2 separate regions of the Mus musculus genome follow, and region 2 is linked to region 1. Evidence: chromatin contacts called from public Hi-C data. All regions are on one chromosome and are shown on one strand. Each heading gives the region's core, a stretch centred on a gene start, on an enhancer-like site or on the middle of the called end of the contact. The rest is flanking DNA. Distances are from core to core; before and after follow the strand shown. Region 1 overlaps Auts2 (autism susceptibility candidate 2). Region 2 overlaps Auts2 (autism susceptibility candidate 2).

Evidence for each region. Hi-C and Micro-C count contacts between places; a contact is called where the count stands out from the background.
Region 2: a contact with region 1 is called in a Hi-C map of the N1E-115 cell line, with 4 times the contacts expected there. The contact joins two enhancer-like sites. A contact is called at or near these places in 3 of 484 Hi-C or Micro-C datasets (the N1E-115 cell line, lens fibers and nephron progenitors) and 3 of 115 datasets of contacts at active chromatin or transcription factors (differentiating embryonic stem cells, embryonic basal ganglia and pancreatic cancer cells).

What each region holds. Positions count from the first base shown.
Region 1 is chr5:131,570,732-131,578,398 of GRCm38.p6, forward strand. The region is part of intron 5 of Auts2 (autism susceptibility candidate 2); the gene reads right to left. Among named protein-coding and RNA genes, the nearest start is that of Gm29681, 160 kb to the left of the region's middle. Within about 2 kb of position 4,715, at least 18 of the 459 cell types and tissues checked have an H3K27ac peak or open chromatin away from gene starts, as enhancers often do. A contact at or near this core is called in the N1E-115 cell line, where this site is marked.
Region 2 is chr5:131,714,971-131,722,637 of GRCm38.p6, forward strand. The region is part of intron 5 of Auts2 (autism susceptibility candidate 2); the gene reads right to left. Among named protein-coding and RNA genes, the nearest start is that of 4930563F08Rik, 160 kb to the right of the region's middle. Within about 2 kb of position 2,896, at least 34 of the 459 cell types and tissues checked have an H3K27ac peak or open chromatin away from gene starts, as enhancers often do. A contact at or near this core is called in the N1E-115 cell line, where this site is marked.

The sequences.
Region 1 (7,667 bases), core at 3,465-5,964:
CTTAGAGTCCTTACCATAGCACGGGAAAGAGAAGCCTAATGACGGCCATAGGTTTCCTTACAGCTCAGATCCCTTCATGAAATGATATTACTCATGGGTAATATCAAATTAAGACACTTGGCAATAGTCTAGATAATGATACTATTGATGGATAAAATCAAATTAAGATATTCGGCAATATTCTAGAACTGGCCCTGGCAGTGGTCTGAGAGAACAGCGAACCTCATGCCACTTAGCGTTCATGTCTTCAGAAGCTTTTCTTTTTCCTTCTAGAGGCAGGAAGGGACTCACGTAACCCAGGCCAGCCTGGAACTGTAGCGAAGGATGACCTTGAGTTTCTGATCCTCCAATCCCTTCCTCTTGGTGCTGGGATTATAAAAATGTATCACTGTGGTATTTTGAGTATGCTTGGCCCATGGAAAGTGGCACTTATTAGGCGTGGCCATGGAGGAAGTGTGTCAGTGTGTAGGCAGGCTTTCAGATCTGATGCTTGAACTCTGCCTAGTGCAGAAGAAGGCCTTTATCCTGGCTGCCTGCAGTCAAGAGTCTCTTGCAGGCTGCCTTGCCTGTGGATCAAGATGTAGAATGCTGAGCTTCTTCTCTAGCACCATGCCTGCCTGGCTGCTGCCATGCTTCCCACCATGATGATGATGGACTGGACCTAGGAAACTGTAAGCCAGGCCCAATTAAATGTTGTCCTTTATAAGAGTGGCCTTGGTCATGGTGTCTTCTTTACAGCAATGGAAACCCCGTGAAGTCACCAATAACACAACCAAATAAAAATAATTACAGAGCCTACCTCTACTCCAAGGATACCTCCTCTACCTTTTCCTGTGCACTACATAGGGTAGATGTAAAAGTAAAACCACAGTGCCAGGTGTAGGACATTTTTCTTAAGAGGGGTATTGATCAGGGACTCTCCAGGAGGCCCCCAAACTATACAGGCTCTTGCCATTGTACTTGGTTGCCCACTAGACCTAGGTGTTAAGATCTTGTTGCCCAAACTACCACACCCGCTGAGTGGTGGTGGCACAAGCCTTTAATCTCAGCACTTGGGAGGCACAGGCAGGTGGATTTCTGAGTTCAAGGCCAGCCTAGTCTACAAAGTGAGTTCCAAGACAGCCAGGGGCTATACAGAGAAACCCTGTCTGGAGGGAGGGCGTGGGGGTAGGGTGTGTGTGTGTGTGTGTGTGTGTGTGTGTGTGTGTGTGTGACTACCACACCCTTTGGTTGAAGATACAGTGGAATGAAGGTAGAAGTGAGCAGGGTGCTGCCTCATGTCCTGGGGTTAAGATGAGGGTTTACCCACACTGCAGTGAATAAGAAGAGATCCTGTCTCAAAGGGAAAGGGTGTCTCTGACCTCTACATGTGTGATGTCACATGGTGCACCCACTGACTGACACGTACGTACACATATGCACACATACACTGACAATGCACATACACCCCATACACACTCAAAGATAAAACACAAGCAAAAATACAAACAAAAGCTTGAGTGTCCTAGATTAAACTAAGAGTTGTTTACCTTTTGTTTTCAGTAACGGAGACCTTGGCAGTCAAACCACACTTGAATTTTAGGGCAACGCCATTTGTCCACTGGGGATTTCTCTCTGAGAGAAGTTACCTCCTTTAGTTTAGTGTGTGCCAATGAATGGCACTTCCCTGCTGGCTAGTCTTTCTGAGTGGGTGGGCTTGAACTGGGATGAGTGCATTGGGTTTCTTAGATCCTAGGGTTTCCCATAACTCCGCGGCTGAGAAGTTTAAGATGCTCTGTGTTCCAAGCAGACGTCAGTATTTGTTCCTAAGTGTGACTGAACACGATCCTGACTCCCCTTCTGTTTGCTTGCGTGCTACCAGACTTCGCTAGTGATGGTGGCAAAAGGGGTGTGGCAATATAAAGATGCAAAAATCCATGATGCTCTCCAAATGACTCTTCACCCTGGCTATCAACATGAGGGTCCCAGCAAGCATATCACAGAGTTGAAGAAAATCCATGTGGGATCCCAGGTACCTTCTTTTAAGTTTGTGAGGAGACTGAGGGAGCTATTACCAAGGTCAGCATCATTTGGGGGGTATATGCACAGGTGCTTGTGGGTTTACATGTATGTATGTATGTATGTATGTATGTATGTATGTATGTAATGTCTGGAGGTCAGAAGGCAACACTGGAATTTTATTCCTAGAGAGCTACATGTTATTTCTCTTTGAAATAGTGTCTCTCACTGTTCATAACTCCCAAACTAGGCCAGACTGGTTGGCTCTCCAGCCTCTTCACTGCCGGGATGATAAGGGAGCACCATGATTCCAGCCTTGAACATCAATTAAAAAAATAAATTTATTTTATGTGTATGGGTAATTTCCTTGCATATATGTATGCATACCACATGCACACTCGGTGCCCACAGAGGTCAGGAAGAGAGTGCTCCCTCTCCTGGAACTAGAGTTATAGATGGTTGTGAGTCACTGGAAACTGAACCTGGGTCCTCTGCTGGAGCAACAATGCTCTAAATTACTAAGTCACCTCTTTAGCCCCAACTATTGTTTTTTTTTTTTTTTTTTTTTTTAAAGATAGTTCCTTGATGGCAGAGGTTGCCATGTTTTGCTGGGCTACATTTTATTTCACAGAGATCGACACTTGAGCAGAGAGAGAGGCAGACCAGAAAGGCTCCTAGTGGTTGTCGTCACTGGGCTATTTGAAGGATCACAGCATGAAATGGATCTGAGGAGCAGAGTCTCAGTTTCCCATTCCAACTGTTGACTCTTCCAGTCCACAGGGTCATCACACACTTCTACACGTGTCACTGTTACACGGGGTTGAAAATGAGCACCACTCTCTGTCCTTAAGTTCAACGAGATGCTTGGAGCGCAGCGATTAGACTTTGGACTCCTTCATACACATGTTTACACAACACAAAGTCAAATAACGAGGGGCCGATAGGCCTGTCTGCAGGTTGAGCCTGACTAATGAGGATGCCTGGGTAGGGCTAGGCCTGGCAAAAGACCTGCAGTTCAGCCTGACACAGAAGGGGCTGGATCATCTATTCTTGCAAACCGTACAAGCAGCCTGGTGGTCTGATGGAGCCAAGGCAGGCGGCAGCCAAAATGGGCAAAGAGAAGGGTCTGGCAAGGTCCTAGTCTGATCAGACTAGTCAACGGCCTCCGAGCGGGCTGGCCTGGCCCTGGCCCTGGCCCTGGCTCCAGCCCTTGCACAGCAGAGACCCTCCTGGCACTACAGTGAAGTCAACCTTCCCGCCAGCTGTCTGCAGCACAGTCTGCTTACTCCCGCACAAATGGTGGTGATTCAGCCATTGGGGGATGCTTCTGGGGCAGTGTTCCTGGATGTTGAAAAAGGATCCCCTGGGGGTGCAGCAAGCTGGCTCTTTCTCGTTTATTCGATACACATCACCACAAGCCAGCCAAGGGCCTTTCCATAAAGTCTGGCCGTTGGACTATCCCTGGCTTTTCACTCAGAGTTATCCAAGTGGCTAAGAAAGGAAGATGCCCTCTTGCAGGCCAGCCTCAGAACATGTGACAGCCAGCTCAGGGGTACTCTCAACAAACTTTACCTGATGAGATCTGGGGAGGGGAGTCTCTTGGGCTTCTCCATTTTCACCTCTCTATTAAGGGTTTGCTCATGCCAAGGCTAGGCTCCCCACCACCACCACCACCACCACCACCACCACCACCACCACCACCACCACAACCAACATAATTAGTGACTGTTTAGGAGCCTGACAGATTGGGCAGAGAGGACCAGTACTGAGCTCTGACCCTAAGCACCACTGTGGTGGCTACGGCAACAGGCAGAGTTAGGTTTGTAGGTCTGTGGATGTGTTTCCCAGTTTCCTACAATTCAATCACCCAACAGCAGGAGAGGCAAGACGGTGCTCTGCTCAGAGAGCAGCAACGTGTGCATTTCCTCCTGCAAGTTCATTATCGTCTCGCCAAAGCATGACGGCAGTGTGAAATGGGTTAGACTCACGCACGAATGCCTCCGTTAACGGCCAAAGGAGGAGAGAAAGAGACAGAGAGAGAGAGTAAAAAAAAAGTTGCACATCATTAGGAATGGAATAAACGATATCGAGGCACAGAGCAGAAATGATTTGATTAGTAATTTCCAGTTTTGAAAAGATCTGGAAAACTACCAAATGACTATACAGAAGGTATGATGGAGTTCTTAATTGCTATAACTGCTCTGGGAGAATTGATGACTTGTGACATAGAATACAGCGCAGTACGCTAACACTAATAACTGTTAATTAAATGCCGCAATGATATACTCTCAAAATGCACATACAGCTTACCATAATTTCTAGATTAAAAGCTGCACCGTCAGAAGCCAAAGGCAAGGGGAAATAGAGGGAGAGGAGGCAGCTCTCTTGCCTGAAGTCTGCCCTGAACAGAGCAGCCCAAAGACACGGCAGGGAGGGGGAATACACTGAGCTGGAGAAATGCAAAGGCTGGCTGGCTGGAGCTGGCCCTCCAGAGGGCAAGTTATTAATTCTGAAAGAAGGCTTGCTGTACCAGGCCATCTGGCAGAGTGGGGAGGGTTGGATTGTGGGCCCAGCTTCCGGTTGGATCTGCGTGGCTCCCCACCCCCCCAAGGATGTTTCACATTTGGACTGAGGGTGATGCCAGGTCAGGGATATCAGGGGAGGTAGATGAGGACCCTGGAGGGATGCTGTGGCTCGATAGAGATCGAGGGAGGGTGGCTATCCTCATGGCAGGTTCAGCTCCTAATGAGTGTGGGGAGGTGAGGAGAGCTGATGGGGCTGGGAGGGTGGGAGCAATTCACAGAAAAGCCTCATTTGAATGGAAGATAAAAGACCTCAATTAATCTCTCTCCCTTTGGGTGAGGAACGCGTGTGAGCCTGAAGGAAGATGAAGAAACACTGATGTTACTTCCAACTCAATTATCCCGGTCACAGTGCAGGGAGTAAAGGGGCGGGGGTGGGGGTGGGGGAGAGAAACAGAGAGGGGATGAGCATTCCTTTTTCTGTTTGTTTTTCTTTTAGTGAGTCAAGGTTTCAGATAGCCCAGGCTAGCCTCAACCTCCCTAAGTAGCTAAGGATGGCCTTCAACTTCGGATTCTTTTGCCTCTACTTCCCAAGTGAGTACTGGGATTGCAGGCACACACCATCGCATCCAGTTCATGAGGTGCTGGGGACGGTACCTACGGCTTTGCGCATGCTAAACGACTGCGCTAGTAGCTGAGCCATACCCCCAGACTGTGACAGCGTCTCGTGTAGCACACAGGCTGGCCTCAAATCCTGTTCCATTTTGGTTCTTGTCTTCCTGTTTCCGTTAGTAATTACTAAAGCCTCCAGCAGAGGGTCTCAAAGAGGAGATGTTAAAGCAAGAGAAATAAATGCCTTTCTACTTAGGTCTATGGAGCACTTGCTGGTGTGCAGAGCTGAGTTAGGAGCAGAACACACAAAGGAGATGGGCCTCAAAGGTTACGCAACACTTCTATAATGAGGAGGAGGGGGAAGAGGTTGCTTTTTAACCAGAGTCTCTTGTAGGCCATGCTAGACTCAAATTCCTTATATACCTAAGGATGGCCTCGAACTCCTGGTCCTCCTGAGTGCTGGGCTGACAGGTGTGTGCCAGCATGTCTGGCTGAGGTAGGGTACGATGAGCCCACCTTTGGAGAAGGACAACAGACGGCAGTAAGAGAGGAAACCCTTGCAAGCTTCCTGAATTCTGACATAGCAAATGGCTGTTGTTTTGCTTACATTGGTATGATGACCCCCCTTTGAACATAAGAATCTAGTAAAGGATTTGGGCATGGCTAGGGAAGACAGAGAGCTGAGATGATGCATCTTGTTAGTTCTTTATAATCAATCGACCTCCTTAGGTTTTCCCAGGCAGGTTAGAATCCCTACTATCCCTGTCTTAGGAAAACAATGGATCCACTGAAAAACCTGGAAACCCAGGGCTAAATAGGTGGCTTGGTTGGTAAAGTGCTTATGACTAACATACACACAGGAAGCACTGGATTTGATCCTGTGAACTTCATAAACAGGTGTAGTGGTGCACACCTGTGATCCTAACACTCAAGGTGAGGGCAAGAGGACCAGTTCTCCTGGCCACTGCACTCATGTGTGCTCACTCACTCCATAGACACATTTTGTTTTGTTTTGTTTTGTTTTGTTGTTGTTGTTGGGTTTTTTTTGTTTTTTTGTTTTTTTTTTTAAATAAACCGAGACAGGGTTTCTTTGTGTAGCCCTGGCTGTCCTGGAACTTGCTCTGTAGACCAGGTTGTCCTTGAACTCAGAGATCTGCCTACCTCTGCCTCCTGAGTGCTAGGATTAAAGGTGTGCACTACTACCATCCACTGAGATAACTCTTTAAAAAAAAAATCACTAAAACCAGAAAGGTGCGTCACAGCAAGTGTGGGCAGAACAGGTAGGGTGAGCTCTGCTGTGCATGACGGTGGCTTGGTGCGCAATTACTGACAATTACGAGAAACCCACAGTATCTACTGGAACTAATCGGTATCTATTCCATGACCCCTAATTCCACAGCTAAAGCAAACTTTAGAGAAACTGTCAGAGGTGCCGAAGTGCCTGCTGCAAAGATGCTGCTGCTGCTGGCCTGTTTGCCTGAAGGAGAGAGCTGAGTGTAAACTTATTCTATGGTTTGAATGTAATGTGTATGTGTGAGTCTTGGCTCCCACCTGGTAGCACCATCTTTGGAAACCTTTGGGAGACAGAGCCTTGCTAGTAGAAGGGGTCCCTGGAGGTGGGTCCTGAGGGTTTATAACCTGACCCCACTTCCTGTTTACTCTCTGTTTCCTTCCTAGGGATGCAGTACAGTCAGCCAGCTTCCTGTTCCTGCCCGCCATGATTTCTTCCCATGATCCTCTCTAACCAAAATAAACCAGTTCTTTCTTAAGCTGCAAAGGACCGTGCCAAAATAGCTTGGCTGGGAGAGAGTTAGGCAAAAACAAAATAAAACTCCTTTCTCCCTCTCTCCTTCTCCCCCCCCACCCCTCTCTCTCTGGTGGGAATGTGTGTGGGCATATGTGTGCCACAGCATATATGTGGAGGGCAGAGAACTGTCTTTGAGAATCAGTTCTCTCCGTCTACTTGTGGGTTTCATGGATCAAACTTAGCTCTTTAGGCTTGGGACCTTACCCACACACAGTCCCTTACCTACAGAGTCACCCTGCCATCCCTTAAGCCCTTCCGGAGATGCATTCAGTCCTATCAATGAGAAAAGAAACCAGTCCACCTTAGATATCTAAGAGAATATATATTATCCTCCACAGCCTGTGGCCATGCCCCAAGTACTCTGGTCCCAGAAGTTAAACAGGGTCCAGCCTAGTTCGCACTTGGTTGGGAGACTGTATGGTAAGCTATGGTATAGTCCGGTGGCAAGGAGAAGTAACATGTTTCTGAGTCCAGCCTGGTGGACAAGCATTAAAAAAAAAACCAGTAAGATCATCATGGAGGAGAGGAACTTCAAGCATAGGGTTGGTAAGTGTTCAAGAACTGCTGAGGTTCAAATGACATCTTGATGGACAAGTGTGAGACTTCAAGGTTTGAAGCCAGACAGCATCCAGTCCCTGGAAACAGCTTTCTGGAAATCAAAGATCTCTAGGTGTGCTGGAGACATCTAATGCAGTAGCCAGGCTGGAATCATGGCTGTGCTGGTCTGT
Region 2 (7,667 bases), core at 1,646-4,145, 140 kb after region 1:
GTGGGATACAGGGCTTGAATTCAGGTTGTCAACCCAGTGAGCCAGGTAAAGGCTCCTCATGCCCACAGGTGGGGAGTTACTGACTTTTAAACAAAGACAGACTATTCATGGTTCAATGACTAAGGGGTATGATTGTCCTCCCTGCACTGGGGATTTTCTTAGGTCCATTCTAACCTCGGGAGACTGCTGTCGTGTCTGCGGTATGCCACCAGACCTAACAGTTAAACACTGCAAGGGCAAGGCTTGTCTGTCCTGATAAAACGCAGCACTTCCTGCTGCTGCTGAGTCCTGTTGTGTCTTCACCACACAGGCTTTAGAGAGCTAAGCTTGTATCGTCAGTAATTTTTGTTAATGTCTACTATGTGTTGAGTGTTTCTGCCTCTGTGAAAGGAAGTTTTATTATGAATTATGGGTATGTGTGTAGGTACGATTATGTACAAGTATGTAGTGCCCACAGAGGCCAGAGGAGGCCGCTGGATGCCTTGGAGCTGGAGATATAGGTGGTTGTGAGCTGGGGACATGGGTGCTGGGAACTGAACTTAGGTCCTCTGCATGAGCATCATGGGAGGAGTTGTCTTGACAGTATTGTCTGTATCTTATATTTGTTAATTCTTCTTCTAAGATTGAGCTGCTCTGGTCTCCAAGTATGTGTGTGTGTGTCTGTCTGACTGTCTGTCTGAATGCATGAATGCCACATGTGTGTAGCTGCCCACAAAGGCCATAAGGGAAAGTTGGATCTCCTGGAGCAGGAGTTACAAGCAGTTGTCAGCCAACAAACACAGGTGAGTGCTGGGAACCAAGCCTGGATCCTCTGGAAACGTAGCATATGACCATAACCACTGAGAACTCCTCATGGTCTCTTACTGGGACCTGGGGCTTGTAGGTTCAGTGAGGCATGCTGGCTAGCCAAGTCAACGGACCCTCTGCTTCTGTTTCCCTAATTACTAGGATTACCAGTGTGCCACCATGTCCAGCTTTGTCAGATGTCAATTCTGGGGATCAAGCTCAGCTCCTCATGCTTATATATCAAACACTAGTAATGACCGATCCATTTCTCCAGTACCAGTGCCATCTGCAGTTTGTCCACCCTCATCAGGTTCCTATGCAAAGCAGGTGAGGCCACTCATACTTGTAGTCAAAAATCATTAAAATTATGCCAGCTGGGGCATCATCCCACAAAGGAGTTCATTACAAACCTGGTGGATGGTAGGTGAGAAAAATGGGAACTTTCCATTGTGATGGAAGAAATGTGCCCTGGAGTCCAGGTGAGGAGAGCTGGGGAGTGGGGATTGATTGCATCCACAATCAGTATGAGAAACAGTTACACTGGGCTCAGCTGCCTGCTCCAGAGCTTCCTTCTTCCCCGAAGGATCCTGAGGAAGATGAGAACCACCACGGGACAGGAAGAGTCCTGAGATCCAGGAGAACCTTCAAGCCTGAGGTAAGCCTGCTCCCAGAGAGGATGAGATTTAGAGAGGTTGGGGTTGGCAGGCCCTGGGAGCCGCAGCACATGAGGGCCTGAGCTGCACGTTCAAGGGATATGATGAGATTGAGGAGAAATAAGAGCAAGGTGCCCTGGAGGCCCTTGGGGAACCATATCTGAAGGAGAAGGAAGATACAAGGTTAGTCCCAAGCACAGTGAGGTTTGAGACAGGTGGCCAGGCCAGGCCTATTTGCAAAGGACTATAGCTCTTTCCTTGGGAGCAGCCAGAGACCTGCCTCAGCTGGGTTGACAGGACCCTGGGTGGGACCAACAAGCAGAAGTCTGTACCAGTTTCCAGGAAACAGCTCCATCTTGCACGCAATGCTGTCCAGCATGGAGAGCCAGGTGACGCTGTGGCCCTCCAACGAGCTGTTCGCTTGAGATGCACAGAGGATCAGCTACCTCAACCTAGGAATTTCCCCCAACACATATAATGCCTGCCTCAGGCCTGTAAGGGCTTCCCTTGGCTAGATTGCCAGCAAATCTAGAAACAGAAGGACCTGTGGCACCTAATAATGTCCTTTAAAAAAATGTTTCTATTGAGACAAGCTCTCATACTGTATGAGACCATGTTGACTTAGCACTCAGGTTGAAATTCAGGTTGGTCTCGAACTCATTTGTAGCCAAGGCTTGCCTAGATTTACTAGGTAGGTCATGCTGATCAATAATTCCCCATGTAGCTCTGACTGTTGGCCTAGAACTCACTGTGTAGGTCAGGCTGGTCTAAGACTTCCTATATAGCCCATGTTGTCTTAGAGCTCATGGCCTAGGTTTGGCCTTAAACTCACAACGAATCCTCCTGCCTCAACCTTGCTAATTTTGATGATGCAGAGGTGCACCACTATGCCTGGTTATAAGCTCCATTTTGCAGGCAGAACCTATATGGACCATCAGTTGTGAGATGACAGGCCCCAGGCCGGCTTCCCTCTCTGGCCATCAGTGCCCCAGCTTTCTACTTCCCACAGCAGGCGCTTGGGACTCCTACTCATCCTGTTTGACTGTTAAAGACATGCACACCAAAATGCCTCCTAATTACCACTTTCAAGGCAGATGCAACCATTCCCTTGGATTCTGGCTGCCGTTCCTTTTCCTCACCGATTTATCCTTAGCTACTCTCCTTGAATCTCTGCCTGCCTCCCCTGAGCCCTTTTCTCCCCGAGCCTCACGGCTTGTCAGCACGCCTCCGTCCCCGGGAGAGATGGAAAGCCTTGTAGAGCCCATTGCGCAAACATACATTCCTATTCATTTATCACATTTAGCATGCGTACTTCCACTCTCATCAAAACCGGCCCCAGCTCGCTAACTCATTTCCCTCTCCCAATTACAAATTAGTCCATTAGGCTGTCTGCAGTAGGTCCTCTGCTGCGCCTTGGTAATGGCTTCTGAGATTTCCATCATAATCGTAATGGCTCCCTACGCAGCCATGAGGGCAGATGGAGGCCGCCGGTGGGTAATGAGCTAGCATGCCACCAAAGGGCACAGCCCCGGGCTCATTATTTAGTCTTGGCTGTTTTGTGAAAACAACAAGAAAGGTAAAATGCTGAAGGGAACACTTTAGCATATTAAATTAACACTTCTTGAAAATTCTCTCTGTAAACATGCCATATTTTCCCTTTATGCGCCATCCCCAGTGCTGGGGCATTCTACAGAGGGTTGGCTGAGGGGGTTGGGGTAATTCGAAAAGGAGAGGGATGGGAAAGAAATGAGACAGAAAAAGGAGGACAAGATGTGTCACTCAGGAAAGCTTCCCGGCATGCTGGAAAAGCCATCTCCACGCAGCTGCTGTCTTCTCGAAGCCTGCACACAGTCCGCTCCCGAGAACCCCAGGACACAAGCTGCTGACCTCTCCTAATGAGGCCGCGTCATTTAGAACTGGTTTAGCGCCAGGTCCACCACAGAGGCTCTGCAGAGCCGAGCTGCATGCTGTGCACTGCCGTTTGGAACGCCAGCCAGTCCACACTTTTAAATAGGGGAAATGCAAAAAAAAAAAAAAAGGTAAGACTAAATGAACAAGCATAAAACAACAACAAAAACCTACCACCACCATTGCTACCAACCATCGGATACTGCTGTCTAATGCATCGCCTGCTATCTAATGAAAGATGATGACAGAACACATACTACACGCTAACTTGGGCCTAGCACACTAAGTGCTTTATCCTTATTCCTCTGGCCATCACAGGGTCCCTAGGGAAGGACTGTGGCTTAAGAGTATAGTACACCTGCAAGGTGTAACAATTTCCACAAGACTGGACCCCTAGCATTGAGCCACTTGAGCCCACACCCTTAATCCTGATGCCATATTGCAGTGTGCTGACCTCCTGAAGAGCCTGGCAAGACACCTTTCCTTACAGTGCTGATCTAGGTTGCAGTGGGAGAATGCATCACCCCACCATGCCTACTACATTAAATTAACGTTCGCCGAGCAGAGAGCCTTCTGACTGAATGAGTTTTTGCTTGGACGTTATCACCCTTGCAAAATAGCCTATCTTCTCTTCTCCCTGACATGTCACTGAGCATCAAAAGGTTCTTCCTCTGCACTGACCTGTCCTTCATTTTCATGCAAGGAACTCCAAACATGCCTCTCTTTCCTGGAGGAAAAGCTAGCTTCAGCCACAGGCTGGCGTGGAAATCCAGGTGCCAGAACCCTCCCTGAACACAAATGAATGGTGACTCTAGGAGCCATTGAGATCGGTGTGCTGAGGGAACAAATTGGTCTCTTAATGGGAGCTAATCTAAGCAGATGAGCTCAAAGGTATTTCTATTGCCTAAAGAACCACAAATCGGAACACAGGGAGCTGACTACGAGGTCTTCTCTCCCTGATTTCCTCACCCTGAGCCCTGGGAAGTTCAGTTGGGAGAGTACGTGTCTGAGTTTGATCCCCAGTATCCATATACAAGACAGACAGACATGTATAGGAGCTGGAGAGATGGCTAAGTAGTTTGCTGTTCCTGCAGAGGATCCAGGTTCGGTTTCCAGCACCCATATCTGCCAGCTCACACCCACCTATAATTCTAGCTCCTGGGTGTAACTCTAGCTCCTGAGACCAGATGCCTTCTCCCATGAGTACCTGGACGCATGCAGTGCACATAAACTCATGCACACACACATATAAATGGAATTAAGTTGTAAAAGGTCATGTAGGAGGGGCTCATGAGTCCCCACCCCAGCTGAGGAGCTACTGACAGTTGACAGCTGCTAGTGGAGGGTGAATCGGTTTTCGTTCTTTAAGGGTATGACCCCCGGTAGGCTGACATGCTCCAGTGGATGGCCCCACACCTCTGAATACAAACTGGACTCTCTGAGATACTGCAAACAAAACGAAACAAAGAACCAAGGAGAGATGAAGTTAGAAGGAGCATTTGGAAGGAGTTTGGGAGGGCGGGGGTGGGGGATGGCTAGTGAATATGGTCAAAATTTACTGTATGCATGAATGAAATTCTCAAATTGTTAATTTAAAATGCTGTGGTTTAATCAGTTGTTAAGACATCCCTGCAGTCATAGCACTGGAGAGTCAGAGAAAGGAGAGTACCTGGTGTTCACTGGGCAGCTAGCCTCACCTACCTGGTCAGTACCAGGTCGTCAGTAAAAGAACCTGTCTCAAAAAGCAATATGGGTGGCTCCTGAGAAATGACACTGAGGCTGACTTCCGGCTTCCACATGCCACCCACCAAAGCATACAAGCCTGCATGCATACTCAGCCTGGAATTTTCCTAGTGTGTTGAAGGCTGGTCTGAAACCTACCATCTCATTGTGGCCTTCAGAGGCTTTTCAATCTATTATAATACTTCCGCAGAGGGGCTAACAGGGCTTTTCTCCTCTCTGATTTCCAAAGGACACTGAGAGCTAACCAGGGAGGGCCAATCCTCCCCCAGGACCCGGAAGAGGGAAAGGCTTGGCTTATCTCAGAGCAAGAAATCGAGTTAGGTCCCTGATTACCCAGATGAAGCTAACTCCACCACCAAATCCTCACACGGGATTTCCCGAAACCTCAGAAACCTTTCCAAACAAACGACCCCCTCCCAAAGAAGCAAGAGGACCCAGGAGGATGAGAAAAGACCCCCCCTTCCACCCCCCTCCCCCAGCAGAAATGCTCCCAGTCTATAAGAGTTCATGTCTGTGGCTGGCTGGAAGGAGAACGGAGAACTGTCAACTTTTCCTAGGCTGTAAAATATGAATTTATGAGCTATTTTTGTTAAAATTTTCCGATATGGATTTTTTGAAAATGAAAAGGATGGATGGTTGGGAGGCAGCAAGATGTTTAATCAATGTCATAAAATATAACATTCATTGGGCTTCTAAAATGAAATTAATAATCTGTGTAGAAGCATCATTAGGAGATAAGTGACAATTCAGGCTTTGATTTGTAACTTGCAACAAATCTTACTTCCATATAATTCAAACATTTTTTAGGGTTATTCATCTTTATTAAAATGTAACCTAGACTTTGCTTCTTGGCTTCACTGTCGAGCCTCCGTTTCCCTCCAGGGCAGACCACCAAATATGAAAGGATACATGATCACACACGTGCTTTAAATTAACGAAGACAGAAATATCGTATTTAAATTAAATAGGGATTTCTTACTTTCTGCTTATCAAGGGAACCTGGCTCTCTTTAATAAATTTTTCTCCTCTCTCTATGTTGGCTGAGACGCTGGCTTGAGCTGGCTGTGTCTGAATGAGGAGGGACCTCAGTTCAGAGTGAGAATGAATACCAGCCTCCTATACAAATCACAGAGCCATAAAAGAATATTCAGGGGTTGAGGATACTGTTTGGTAGATAGGAGAGTTGTGGTGCAAGGATGGGGGACACAGTTTGGATCCCCAGAATCTATGTTAAGAACTCGGTGTGATGGACTATATTTGTACTCTCCAAGCTACAAAGATGAGAGACAAGAGGACCCTGGGAATTTGCTAGCCAACCAGTCTAGCCCAACTGGCAAGTTCCAGGCTCAGAGATCCTCGACTAAGGTTGCAGGTTGGTATCCCAGAGAAGGGACACTGAAGGATGACTTCTGGCCTTTACGTGCACACATACAGATCTGCACTTATACCTTCACACATATGCACACACATGGGCAGTAAAATAACAGACAGGCATTGACTACTCCAGACTGAGGTATACATAATTGTCCTTCCACCCACAGATAACACTGTAATTCTGGGGCCAAAGAGTTGGCTTGGTGGATAAAGAGCGCACTGTGAAATCAGGAAGACATGAATTCCAATCTCTTGCACCCACGTAAAAGCTAAGAAGAGCTGTGCATGACCAAACCCAGACATTGCATGGTAGGGTAGATCACAAGAGCTCGATGGTTGGCTGACCTAGCCAAAATGGTGAGCTTCAGATTCAATGAGAGACCCTGTATCAACAAGTAAGGGGAGAGTGACATCCTCTTCTGGCCTCCACATGCACTAGCATAGGACACACACACACACACACACACATACACACGTATGCACACACCACATACACAACACATAAATATACACACACAAAGAAAATGTATCATTCCATATTTATCAATGGCACATGTATGGATGCATATGTGTGAGAGAATAAGGCAGGAAGGGGAAGAGAATGGCTGTGCTCTCCGTCGTTGTTCATACAGTCCTTTAACAAGCTCTAGACTTCACTGAGGGTCCATGTGGACTCTGGGGTGGATGGTATTCAAAGTGAAGAACAGTAAGGAAGAATCGTCATCCTTATCAGATCTCCTCCCCTTCTTCTCCTCCTTCCCTCTTTTATACTCTGACATCTGAGACCTTACAGCTTCATGGGTATAATTAGAGACTGGTATAGAACAATCAACATTTCAGAGATGAAACACACCCATGGAACAGGGGCTAGGGCCTTGGCCACCCTTGACATAAGGAGAAAGTGATCTGGTGGAAGAGCCTCGGTCTACAATAGGCAGGAACTCCTCTGGGGCTCCTTGAGCCCGTGGAAACTGCTCCTGTGGGTTCAAGTACACCAGGATGAAGCTCATTTGTATTCATGTTCCTTTTCTCTCCCTCCAATTCCTTTCCCTACCTTGACCTCTTAGATAATTGCCCTTAACTAGACTCTGCCCCCTCCCCTTTCCGACTGGGATGGAGGCTAATCATACCAGGAAGTCACTGGAGTAATGTGAGGAGGATGGTGTGCTCCGGAGGTGGGGGTTGGGATGAGCGGAGCCTTGT